Regions from separate parts of the Arachis hypogaea genome. Here region 1 is linked to region 2. A link is a contact called in public Hi-C data. All regions are on one chromosome and are shown on one strand. Each heading gives the region's core, a stretch centred on a gene start, on an enhancer-like site or on the middle of the called end of the contact. The rest is flanking DNA. Distances are from core to core; before and after follow the strand shown.

Region 1 (6,306 bases), core at 541-3,040, 130 kb after region 2:
TACATCAACCTAGGGCTCATAAAAATGACAAATCACAAGGGTTTGAGCACTTCTTACCTCAGCCCATATGAAGTAGGGATAGAACCCACTTAGAATCCATGTTGGAGTATCCCTAAACACCCAAAATCACAAGATTTCAACACTAATTACCCAAAAACGTGTAACACTGGGGAATTTCGAAAACTGGGCAGAGATGAATAGAATACTTACCACAAAACTTAGATAGAATTGTAGATGATGAGAAGAGCGACGCGTGGCCGCAAACGGCTCGTCAATCGGAGCTCCGTAGCTCAAGTTATGGTGGTTTGAAGATCAAAGAGAGTTAGGTTTTCTCTCTTCCCAATTTCAGCGCCCAACACCCCTTCTTTAGGGCAAAATGAGCTGAAATGCTCATAACTAATGTTTATATATGTTGGGTCTTGGGCCCACTTAGGCCCGGTTCACTTATTTTTGCCCATTGGCCCTATTTTGGGCCAAAACCTTTAAGATTAGCGCTCTAAATTGCACTTTAAATATTTCTACCTTCCCTAATTATAGTTCCTCATTTATTAATCTTATTTACCCATAATCAATTTCCTCAGCTGTAGTACCAGACAGATCTCAGCCGGTACTGCCGGTCAAAATTCCACTGCGCGCTTTTACGCAGAAAACTATGTTTTCCGACTCGGAAAAATTCACTGAATCCAAATATCATATTTGAATTATCAAATTTCAATTGCCAAATCTTCCAACCATATTCGCTCTTATTTAACTTATTATTTAGTTAATTTCGGTTAGACCGGGTATTACAGATACCATGGTTCTAATACCATGTTAGAAAGGAGAGAGAGAGCAATAAGAAAAAGATTTGTGAGTATTCAAATTGTGTAAAATGATACAATATAGAAGGGTATTTATAGGTGATAAGAGAATCGAAATAATAAAGACGTAATATTGTATAATAAATATTCAGATATGTTGAATAATGCTAATTGATCTAATTGATCCTAATGATACTCTAATAATTATATTCAAGTAATTAATATACATAATATTAAATTGTGTGATACTTAAATATCTAATCAAATCAATTAGTTAATATAATTAATCCATTGTAATGAATTATATTTAATGAGTTAAAACTTAAAAGAAATAATTCAGGAAACATACTCCGAAACATGCCACGCCAGTTTTATCATTAAGTGAAAAAATTCGATTTTTATAATATAGAATAGATAGAATAGATTATGGTGATTTTACCAGAAGAAAATCAACTTATCCAACTTAAGGAGGATACCATGGTTTTGATACCATATTAGAAAGGGGAGAGAGAACAATAAAAAAAAGGTTTGTGAGTATTCAAATTGTATAAAATGATACAATATAAAATGGTATTTATAGGTGATAAGAGAATTGAAATAATAAAGCCCTAATATTTTATGATAAATATTCAGATATGTTGAATAATACTAATTGATCTAATTGATCCTAATTATACTCTAATAATTATATTCAATTAATTAATATATATAATATTAAATTATGTGATACTTAAATATCTAATCAAATCAATTAGTTGATATAATTAATCTATTATAATGAATTGTATTTAATGAATTAAAAAAATAATTTAAAAAATATATTCTAAAATATGCCACGTCATTTTTATAATATAAAATAGATAGATAGATAAAAAAATGAGATATGATAGATTTTGATTGTAAAATTAATAATATAATAGATTTTCATAGAGAATAATCCTAAAATTTTATTTTATCTGATAATTATTATAAAATATTTTCTAAATTTCTGAGTCCACATGGTTGCCACCTCATCTCCATTCTCAACCTCTCTTATATTAAACACAGCACGCACCACTATCTCCCAGATTCTCTTCTCTCTCTCTCTCTCTCTCCACCGAGTCACTGACTCGTCAAGTACGGAAGCTCCGATTCCGCCTCGAGTCCAACTCAATTAGCTCGATCGAAGAAGATGTGTAGCACCTTCGCCGCCGCCGCAGACTCCTCCATCTCCGGCGACGGTGACTCCCCCGCCGCCGGCGAGATTATGCTGTTCGGCGTTAGGGTGGTGGTGGACTCCATGAGGAAAAGCGTCAGTATGAACAATCTGTCGCAGTACGTGCATCCTCAAGATGAATCCAACAACAACAAAGACGCTGCCTTCTCCGCCACCGGTTACGCGTCCGCCGACGACGCCGCTCCTCACAACTCCGGCAAGAACCGCGAGCGCGAGCGCAAGCGAGGTTCGAAATTTCAATACCACGCATATATAAATTTCTCCGATCGATCACTGATCTCTGTTTAAAAAAGTTGATTCACATGATAAATTGATAATCAATTAGTGTTGTTGAATGAATTGTAAAATTGATACCTATGGTTATTGATTATTCTGGTGATGAGAGTGAAACTGAAATTGCGATCGGAAACTTCAGGTGTTCCGTGGACGGAGGAAGAGCACAAGCTGTTCCTGGTTGGATTGCAGAAGGTAGGGAAAGGTGATTGGAGAGGGATCTCTAGGAACTACGTCAAGACTCGGACGCCCACGCAGGTCGCCAGCCATGCTCAGAAGTACTTCCTCCGCCGGAGCAATCTCAACCGCCGTCGCCGTAGATCCAGCCTCTTTGACATCACCACCGATTCGGTAAAATAATCTCCTCTCTTTTATTTTGTTCTGGATTCATGTTTTGGTTGGTCATCAATACAGTATTGCGTGACATTTAATTCTGAGGTATTTCTTTTGTTTATATTAATAACATATGGTTTTTGTTCAGTAAGAGCACATATTAGCTAAAACCATTATTATTTTTTGTTCTTGGTGGGGTCTTGTTTATTTCATTATGGAATTCTTTTGTTAGTTGAAGGGAACTAGGGAGATGTCTAATCTAACGGGGAAATAGGGGTGGTTTAGGTTCTTGTGGGTTCCCCAGGCTGAGATTGAAAGAGTTGACTTACTAATGGGGTGTGGAGAAACATATTATTCATGATCTTGTTAATTTTTGTTTTAGGTCTCTTCGATCCCAATGGAGGAAGAACAGATCCAGAACGGAGACAGTGTGCCTCATTCACAGCCTCTGTGCCCTGCAGCCCCTGAGAATAGCAACACCAATGGATTTCCGATGGTGCCGGTGTATCCATTGGGGGTTGGTCCAGGTGTGATTTCATCAGTCGAAGCTGGGAATCCAATGGATGAACTAACTCTAGGACAGGCAAACATGGAGCTTAATGCGCAAACCAAGCTACTCCATCCGATTCCTGTTGCCTCAAATCCTAAAACCTGCACCGTGTCTGATGTTGCCTCCGGCTCTAATTCGCCCCTCGACTTGCCAACACTGTCCCTGGGACTATCCTTCACATCTGATCAAAGACAGACTCCATCAAGACATTCGGCTTTCCATTCGATTCCGAGTTTAAATAACGGAGATAGCGTCATAAGTGTTGCTTGATAGACATGATGTCTCTCATGGTTATTATAAAGTCCATGTCTAGAGCATCTTGGATTCACAGATAGAAGATGTTTTATTATTGGGATAAGTTAAGAGAAAGATGTTGAAGGAAAAGGGCGATGGATTAGAGAAGGCAAAATGCAAAGGCTTAGGTTAATGAACTAAATTTAATCCTTCTGTTCCTTGTACAGAGTACAGACCCCGGGTCCGGTTCCTTCTTTGTTTGCTTATGTTAATGTTTATGACCTTATTAGATTCCTGTTTGTCTGGCCGTTTGTGCTTTGTAGTTTGATGTAACTGAAAATAACGAAGTACTCTACTCTACTACTCTCTCTGTTTATTGCTGGTAACGTTGGATGTGGACTAGACAGTCACATATAAGTGGTTTGTGGCTCTTTTGGGTAAAAAATATTCAAGTTGGGTGTTAGGTGTTAGCAGAAGGGCACGTTTTCCATTTCTGGTGAATACCACCTAATTTTCTCTAACCTATGATTGGCCTCTGAGGTTGCCGTTGTAGCTGTCTAATAATTCATAATTGTCTCATGTTTTATGAGCCATGGTTTTTGGGTTTGCCCAAAATACCAAGTTGGCATTCTTGATTCTTGTGGAGATTGGGTGTTGCTGGCAAATTAGGCGGCTAATGCTAGTTTGTCTCGCATGCATGCCCCTCACGATTCATAGTCATAGATATAGGTCTCCAAATTGCTTGTCTTGTTTCCGTGATAGAAATGTTTATGATCCGTGAGTGTTATGTCCTGTGGCAAGAGTTGTGACCAAATGCAAAATGGTAATATTTAGGCCTGGAACTATTATTGGTACTTATTTTAATTGCTTTAAAACCGAAAACATAAATTATTTGTACCGGGGCCAAAGATGGTAAACAGTGGAGTTAATAAGAAACATGAATCCTATAAAGATTTGAATTCAAGTTCTTCCGAAAATTGTTAGGGAGGTCTTCTAGGAGAAGACACCAAGGACCTTAGAAGATATGGCACTGATTGATGTTTGTGTTTTTTTCCCTACTATTTTATTTACGGTGGTCTATTTGATAGATTTATCTGAATACACCATAGGTTACTAATGTAATATTCAGTTATACTATTCTTTTTTCTTTTGCATTTAGCATACTTTGTATGAGTATTACCTTCTTCGGGATTATCATATTTGTGGGGTATAACTTGGTGTTCCTTTTATACCTAATGTAAATATAATATTTTCTTTCTTTTTATATATTTTAGTTAGTCAAAATCAATAATTATTTAATAAAAACTTTCATTCAAAAAAATATTTTGGAATTTAATATCAAGATGCAAAAATAATATACTATGTTCTCAATGTAAATATTTTAACTCTTGATATTTCTATTTGATATAGTGTGCTTCAATATAAATTAGGAATAAGATGGGAAGGTCCTTTTTTATATTCGAATCTATCAAAAACCTATTAGACATGAATGTATAAGTGAAAGCTCTTGTTAAATGATCTCATATTATCCTAGAAGCGAAATAATATTCAAATAAGTGACAAATAAGTTTTGTATTTGACAAATTATTTATGCATTTGATCCAAAATTGTATAAAAATATTCGAATAATTATTTAAAAAATACATATAAAAAGTGGGACTAAAATTAAATCTCTAGATTTTTTTTTCAGGTTTTAATAGTGTTCTTGGCCATTACAAAAAAATATTGCAAAAAATCTATTTAACATTAAATCACCAAATTTTAAGAATAAAAGTATTTTATTTTTTTAATTATATTTATAAAAAATACACCAAAGTCTAATATCTAAAATATTTTTTAAAAATATATATTTAATATTAGATATTTTTATCGTATTTTAAAATATTTTGATGATACTTTTGTCATTAACAAGAATGGAGGCAACTTTGTTAACTTTTTCATAGATCGGAGGCAATTTTGGTAGTTCACCCAAAAATATAAGGTGAAGTGATTCACGTGTCCAATAAGAATATATGGTCGCATTTCTAAAAAATTCGGAAGTCCAAAATCAACCATTTTTGGATTAAAAAGGTTTCTTCCGAAAGAATATTTGGAATTTAACATCAAGAGGCAAAAACTTTGTATTATATTCTTGATCTAAATATTCTAATTAATACTCGCTAAGTGTGATTTGATATAATATATAATATATAATATGTTCCATTAGACATAAATTTATAAAAGAGAGCTTTTGTTAGTCTCATGGGCAAATCCTAGAAGTGAAATTCTTCTACACTTCTATAAAATCCTAAAAATTCTAAATATTACGAAGATTTTACCATATTTTGTTTTATAATATTTTTGAACTCTTAACAAAATATCTCAAATTTTATTTTCACAAAAAAGTATTAGAGAGCTATTATTTATTATTTTTAACCAATAGTTAGTTATTAATATTTAAAAGTATGAGTTAAAGTATATTATTAGATTATTAAACTTAAAAACTTTTGTTAATAACTAAAATAATTGACAAAAATAATAAATTTTAATGACTGTGTAGTATTTTTTTATTTTCAGTACTTCCTCAAATTAGCTAATCACCTCAAGTTCTATTTTTTTTGTTATTGCCTTTCAGATTACATCAAGAGTATAGATAAATATCTTGATCGAAGCTATATAAATTTGTATATATATAAAATGAATATTTATATTAATAGTAGATATAAAAAGGACAGTTGGTTCACTCATTATAATCTACTCCAATGGATACAGATAAGCTAAATAACAAAATAGTGCTACAGTAGTATTAATTATGCTAGCAATTAACACATCCCTAATTTTCCGGAAAGGACTTATTGGTTAGTACATGTGAAGAACACTATTTCTATTTGTTTGTATTTGTGCTGAATTTAGGTATGTCA
Region 2 (6,318 bases), core at 2,518-5,017:
ATACTAAAACTGGATTTTTCCTTCAACTAATAAAAGTAAGGTGTCAATTTCTCATGAATTCATTTTTCCTCTAAAATAAAATCATTATTTTCTCTTCTAAATTTATTTTAGAAAAATGTTTTTATTATAATTATATTACAATTAACATTTAACGAATAATGCATGATTATACTAATTTAGAAAAATATTTTTATTATAATTATATAAAATCAATATTTAATACATTATCAACTAATAAAAGTGAAGTGTCAATTCCTCGTGAATTCATTTTCTCTCCAAAATGAAAGCACTATTCTCTCTTCTAATTTTATTTTAGAAAAATATCTTTATTATAATTATATTACAATATTACAATTATATTACAAGTAGCATTTAATGAATAATGCATAATTATAGTAATTTAGTAAAATAAAATAAAGTCCAGTAATTTATCTTTCGACTGCACACGTATGTAAAATAACTTTTAAGAAGGAGTCACGTATAGTAAATACGGTCGATGATTGTAAAACTGTATACTAACATTGATATAATATTATTTCAAGTATATGTTTTGCAGGTATCAAAGAAAAGTGTTGAGTTATTTTTTAGTGGGTTTAAATTATTTATTGTTTATTAGAGAATTTTGTGCATTAGAATTCTCTAATAATTTATTATTTATTTTGAGCTGATTTTGATATGTTCTTACTTGACAGTAAAACAACATATAAAAAATTGTTGGTAGGTCTAAGTATTACTAAGTTATTTATGGCCACATTGAGTATATATGTTTGATTTATTGAAAAAAATAAAATATTAAAACTAATTAATAACTATTTTAGAGTTAATACATTTAATACTAGATTAAGAAAAAATAAATAATACATAATATGTTACATTTTTATTAATCAAATTATTATAATTCAAATTAATCTTAACAAAATAATTTAAAATTATAATTTCAATCTTATGACGTGCATGACACGAGTTATTACACTTATTTTTAAAGTAAAACTGTGTTTCCATCGGTAAATAGTAAATAGGATAATACAAGAAAGAATTATATTAGGTAATTAATAATTTTTTTTGAATAATATGAATAACTATTAATTAAATTAAAACACACTATATCTTTAAATTACTCACCCAAATCTTAATATTAGAATAATCATCCATATATTTAGTAAAATGAACATCTGATATATCAATTGTTTATATTATTTAATATTTTTATTGTCTAAGTATAATTTTTCTACGAGAAAAACATGCTTCGCCAGTTCACCGGTTGACCATATCATGCAACATAATGACATATAGTCATATACGAGGCTCAACTATTTTGGATCATGCATTTCAAAGGATTACTCAACTTACTCCTATGTCACACGAACATCATATATAAATTAAAAGAATACTTCAGGAGCCTAATATCTTATGTACCACCATTATCCAAACGTGAGAATCATTGTCATTCACATGATCACATCACCAACACATCCTGTATAAATTGGAGCATTATTTTTCTAATTACTAACCTTTTATTTTAACAAAGTTAAATTCTAAAAGAGATGTTCAATCGTTATACTAAGATGAACTGTACTCGCTATATTTTATCTTAAAATTGATTTTATAATTTTAAATGAATTAATTAATTTTACAAAAAAATTATTAAATCAAAACATTTTATAATTTAAATCTTATTATGATTTTATATTTTATATATTTAATTTATTCTTTTAATTTTAGGTAAAATCTGAATTTTTTCTACTTTTATAGAACAATACAATGCAATTTTTAGGAGGGAGGGGGATTTTCGGAATGTGAAATGACCATGTTAGAGCATTATTAGAGAAAAAGGGAGTCCACCAAGGAGAGCACACAGTCTCTCTCAAAACGGTTTTTCTTTCCGCTCAAAAGAAACGGTGGTCTCTGACCAAAAAAAAAAAAAAAAAAAAAAAAAGAAACGGTGGTCCTGGTCCATTTCTCCATTTCAATGCAACTGCAAGCGTCATCTTTTGGCTTTTTTTTTTTAAATTGATAGATTAAAAATTAATTCATTACAGATTTAAATTTTATTTAAATTTTTTTTTGTTAATCAGTAAATTATTGCATACACAAAACAGAATTTAAATACTAAATTTTTGTTTAAATTAATTAATAAATTGACTATTCAAATTGATTAGAGTCCTTTAATCATTGCATATTTTATTCAAGTTATTACAAAACTTCTCCATTCGCAATAGCACTAAGACAAATTTACTGAACAGAATTTCTAGGTTTAACTTTTCACGGTGAAAAACGTCTTAAAATATTAGTTTTTATTTGAGCTACAAAGAATAGAATAAAATGAATTCTAATAGTTGTTGATATTAATGTTGGAAATGATTATAGATTCAAGTAAGTTTATATTTGCTGTTTAGTTTCCTTTTATTCTGTTATTGTTCCATCTAATTATGTTGAGCTCCTTTATTTAAAAAAAAAATTAATTTTTGATTTTTTATTCCTATTAATTATTAATGGGTAGTTGTTAGGGAGAAAATAAAAAAAGGGGTTAACCACCAAAAATGTTTTCGAATTATTTAAATATTGACAAAAATACGCTTGAATTTTACTATTTAAATAATTTAAAAACGCGACAAAAATGTCCAACAATAAATATATATTTTCAAAAAATGCTTTAGAGATTGAATTTTGATGTGATTTTTGCAAGTATAATTAAAAAAATGAGATATTATTATTCTTAAAATTTGGTGATTTTTTTCTAAGTATATATATTTTTTTATTTTTTAAATGTATTATTAGTTGTTAACAAAAAAAATTACAAAAAATATATACTTAACAAAAAATCACCAAATTTTAAAAATAATAATATCTCATTTTTCTAATCATGTTTGAAAAAAATTGTATCAAAATTCAATCTCTAATGTATTTTTTGAGAAATACATATTTAATGTTAGATAATCTTGCAAAAAAAAAAAACTAACATTAAATATGTATTTCTCAAAAAATACATTAGAAAATGAATTTTGATACAATTTTTTTTCAAGTATGATTAAAAAAATGAGATATTATTATTCTTAATATTTGGTGGTTTTTTGTTAAGTATATATTGTTTTGTGATTTTTTAAAAGTATTATTGGTTGTTAACAAAAAAATTATAAAAAAAATATATACTTAACAGACAAATCACTAAATTTTAAGTATAATAATACCTTATTTTTATAATTGTACTTGCAAAAAATTGCATCAAAATTCAATCTCTAAGGTATATTTTGGAAATCTATATTTATTGTTGAATATTTTTGTTGTGTTTTTAAATTATTTGAAGGTATTTTTGTTGATAGTAAAATTCGAGTGTATTTTTGTCAGCGTTTAAATAATTCAGAGACATTTTGAGTAGTTAACCCAAAATTTTTTTTTTAAATTGATAAAAATTAAATTTTTCATATTTATAATCTATTGAATATATTAATTTATTTTCTAAAAATATTTACATTTGCTATACATCCATATGCCTAAAATTCACTATAGTTGATATATATAAATAGATTTATTCTGAATTTCTGATGTAACCAAAAACTTTCACACACATTTATTGTTAAAAAGTGTAATATATATCTGATATCTCACACATAATTATTTAAAGGTGTATTTCTTAAAAATAATAGAGTATATCCGATTGTAAATATTTTTTTTTTTTGTTGGTGACTATCCGATTGTAAATATATTATCACTTAAAAAGTTAAAATCAATGACCTTATAATTGGATTTAAAAATAACGGAAGAATTGTAATCACTAATCAGGTACTAGAACTGTAAACTGTATAATCTATAACGAAAAACGGACGCGGTTGCTTCTTAGCTCTTTCTCCCGCTAGAACCTTTAGTTTAAAAATCCGTTACCGCGAACTGCTCCGGGGGACCGAACCCGGAACAAAACGGGTCCAGTTTCAGTTTCACGTCTTTCAGTATTTACCCTTCGCTGGTAGTGGTAGGTATCCATTTTGGCGTTTATCGCCAGCACATTGTCAGAAATGTATCTTATCATGGGTCGGGTCAAATAACCCGATGACCTTTTTCTCATTTTTATCGGTTTATCTACAATGGAAAACACCACGTGGCCTTCTCTCAACTCATTCACAGAGCTAAGAGAGCTTGGCTTCCTCCATCTTCGTCTTCCTCCTCCAGCCAAAACGCACCGTATCAGTATCCACAACAACATGCTACTGCGGTACCTTCTCAATCTCTGAACACCGAGCTCGCTTCACAGATAAAATGACCATACTACCCTCCATAACCGTCCCCAACATCTCACCCTTCTCCGCCACCCTCATCCTAAATCCTAACACCAACCATCTCCACCTCCAGCTCCACCACCACCACCAATTCCGCCACCTCTACCTCCGCCGTCGTCACAACGGTCGGCGCATCCAGTTCACTACCGTTGCTCGCTCCCGCGAGGTCGTCCTCGGGAACCCGTCGGTGACGGTGGAGAAAGGCAAGTACAGCTACGACGTCGAAACCCTAATAAATAAGCTCAGCAGCCTTCCGCCACGTGGCAGCATCGCGCGGTGCCTCGACGCCTTCAAGAGCAAGCTCTCCCTCAACGACTTCGCTCTCGTGTTCAAGGAGTTCGCCGCGCGTGGCGATTGGCAACGAACCCTGCGACTCTTCAAGCACATGCAGCGCCAGATATGGTGCAAGCCAAACGAGCACATCTACACAATCGTCATCACCTTGCTCGGCAGAGAAGGACTCCTAGACAAGTGCCGCGAGGTGTTCGATGAAATGCCTGAACAAGGCGTTCCTCGCTCTGTCTTTGCCTACACCGCCATAATCAACGCCTATGGCCGCCACGGACAGTACCAGACCTCCCTCGAATTGCTCGATTTGATGAAGAGAGAGAGGGTTTCACCAAGTATCTTGACTTACAACACTGTAATCAATGCTTGCGCGAGGGGTGGGTTGGATTGGGAGGGTTTGTTAGGGTTATTTGCTGAGATGAGGCATGAAGGGGTTCAGCCTGATGTAGTTACGTATAATACTATGCTTCATGCTTGTTCTCGTAGGGGTTTGGGCGATGAGGCTGAGATGGTGTTCAGGACTATGAATGAAGGTGGGGTTGTTCCTGATATCACTACTTATAGTTACCTTGTTGATACTTTTGGGAGATTGAATAAACTTGAGAAGGTTTCGGAGCTTCTTAGGGAGATGGAGGAAGGTGGTAATTTGCCTGATGTGACGTCTTATAATGTGCTTTTGGATGCGTATGCTGAGAAGGGGTCGATTAAGGAGGCACTAGGGGTGTTCCGGCAGATGCAGACGGCAGGGTGCGTGCCAAACGCGACCACTTATAGTATTCTGTTGAATTTGTATGGGAAGCAGGGGAAGTATGATGATGTTAGGGACCTTTTCCTTGAGATGAAAGTTAGCAACACAGAGCCTGATGCTGGTACCTATAACATTCTTATACAGGTGTTTGGAGAAGGTGGATACTTTAAGGAGGTGGTTACTTTGTTCCATGATATGGTGGAGGAGAATGTACAGCCTAACACGGAGACGTATGAGGGTTTGATATTTGCTTGTGGGAAGGGAGGGCTCTATGAGGATGCCAAGAATATTTTACTTCATATGGATGCTCAGGGAATGGTTCCGAGTTCCAAGGCTTATACTGGGGTGATTGAAGCCTATGGCCAGGCTGGACTGTATGAAGAGGCAATAGTTGCGTTTAACACTATGAATGAAGTGGGAAGCAATCCAACTGTCGAGACATACAATTCGCTCATTCGTGCATTTGCAAAGGGAGGATTGTACAAGGAGGCTGGAAAAGTTTTATTGAAGATGGGTGATTCAGGTTTGCAGAGGGATGTGCATTCGTTTAATGGTTTAATTGAAGCTTTCAGGCAAGGAGGTCAGCATGAAGAGGCGATAAAAGCGTATGTGGAGATGGAGAAGGCTAACTGCGATCCTAATGAGCTGACACTCGAAGCAGTATTAAGTGTATATTGCTCAGCAGGACTTGTTGACGAGGGTGAAGAACAGTTCCAAGAAATTAAAGCTTCAGGGATACTGCCCAGTGTCATGTGTTATTGCATGATGCTTGCTCTTTATGCAAAGAATGATAGGTCAGCAATCTTCTATGTTTGTTGCAGTGATTTTATGTCTTTAAAAATATTGCAGCTCTACTTTCTAATTAACTTTGAAGCTATAATACCTGGGTGCTTACAAATAGGATTGTGAAAATTGCTGAACTAGATATTGGATAAAACATCAGCAGAGTGATGACAACTCAGAATTATTGACAAAAAGATACAGAAGAGATGGCATCTAAAAGCTTATACT

What was found. A called contact is a pair of places that touch in the nucleus more often than the background predicts.
Region 1: a Hi-C map of leaf shows a contact between it and region 2, with 5 times the contacts expected there. The contact joins the promoter of LOC112722417 here to the promoter of LOC112722416 in region 2. A contact is called at or near these places in 2 of 8 Hi-C or Micro-C datasets (both in leaf).

What each region holds. Positions count from the first base shown.
Region 1 is chr11:116,674,332-116,680,637 of arahy.Tifrunner.gnm2.J5K5, forward strand. It overlaps LOC112722417 (transcription factor MYB1R1), which reads left to right and starts at 1,791. Exons shown (of 3, transcript XM_025773429.2): 1 at 1,791-2,242; 2 at 2,432-2,640; 3 at 3,005-3,769. The coding sequence starts at 1,972. The coding sequence ends at 3,442.
Region 2 is chr11:116,543,487-116,549,804 of arahy.Tifrunner.gnm2.J5K5, forward strand. It overlaps LOC112722416 (pentatricopeptide repeat-containing protein At1g74850, chloroplastic), which reads left to right and starts at 3,768. Exons shown (of 4, transcript XM_025773428.3): 1 at 3,768-6,101. The coding sequence starts at 4,252.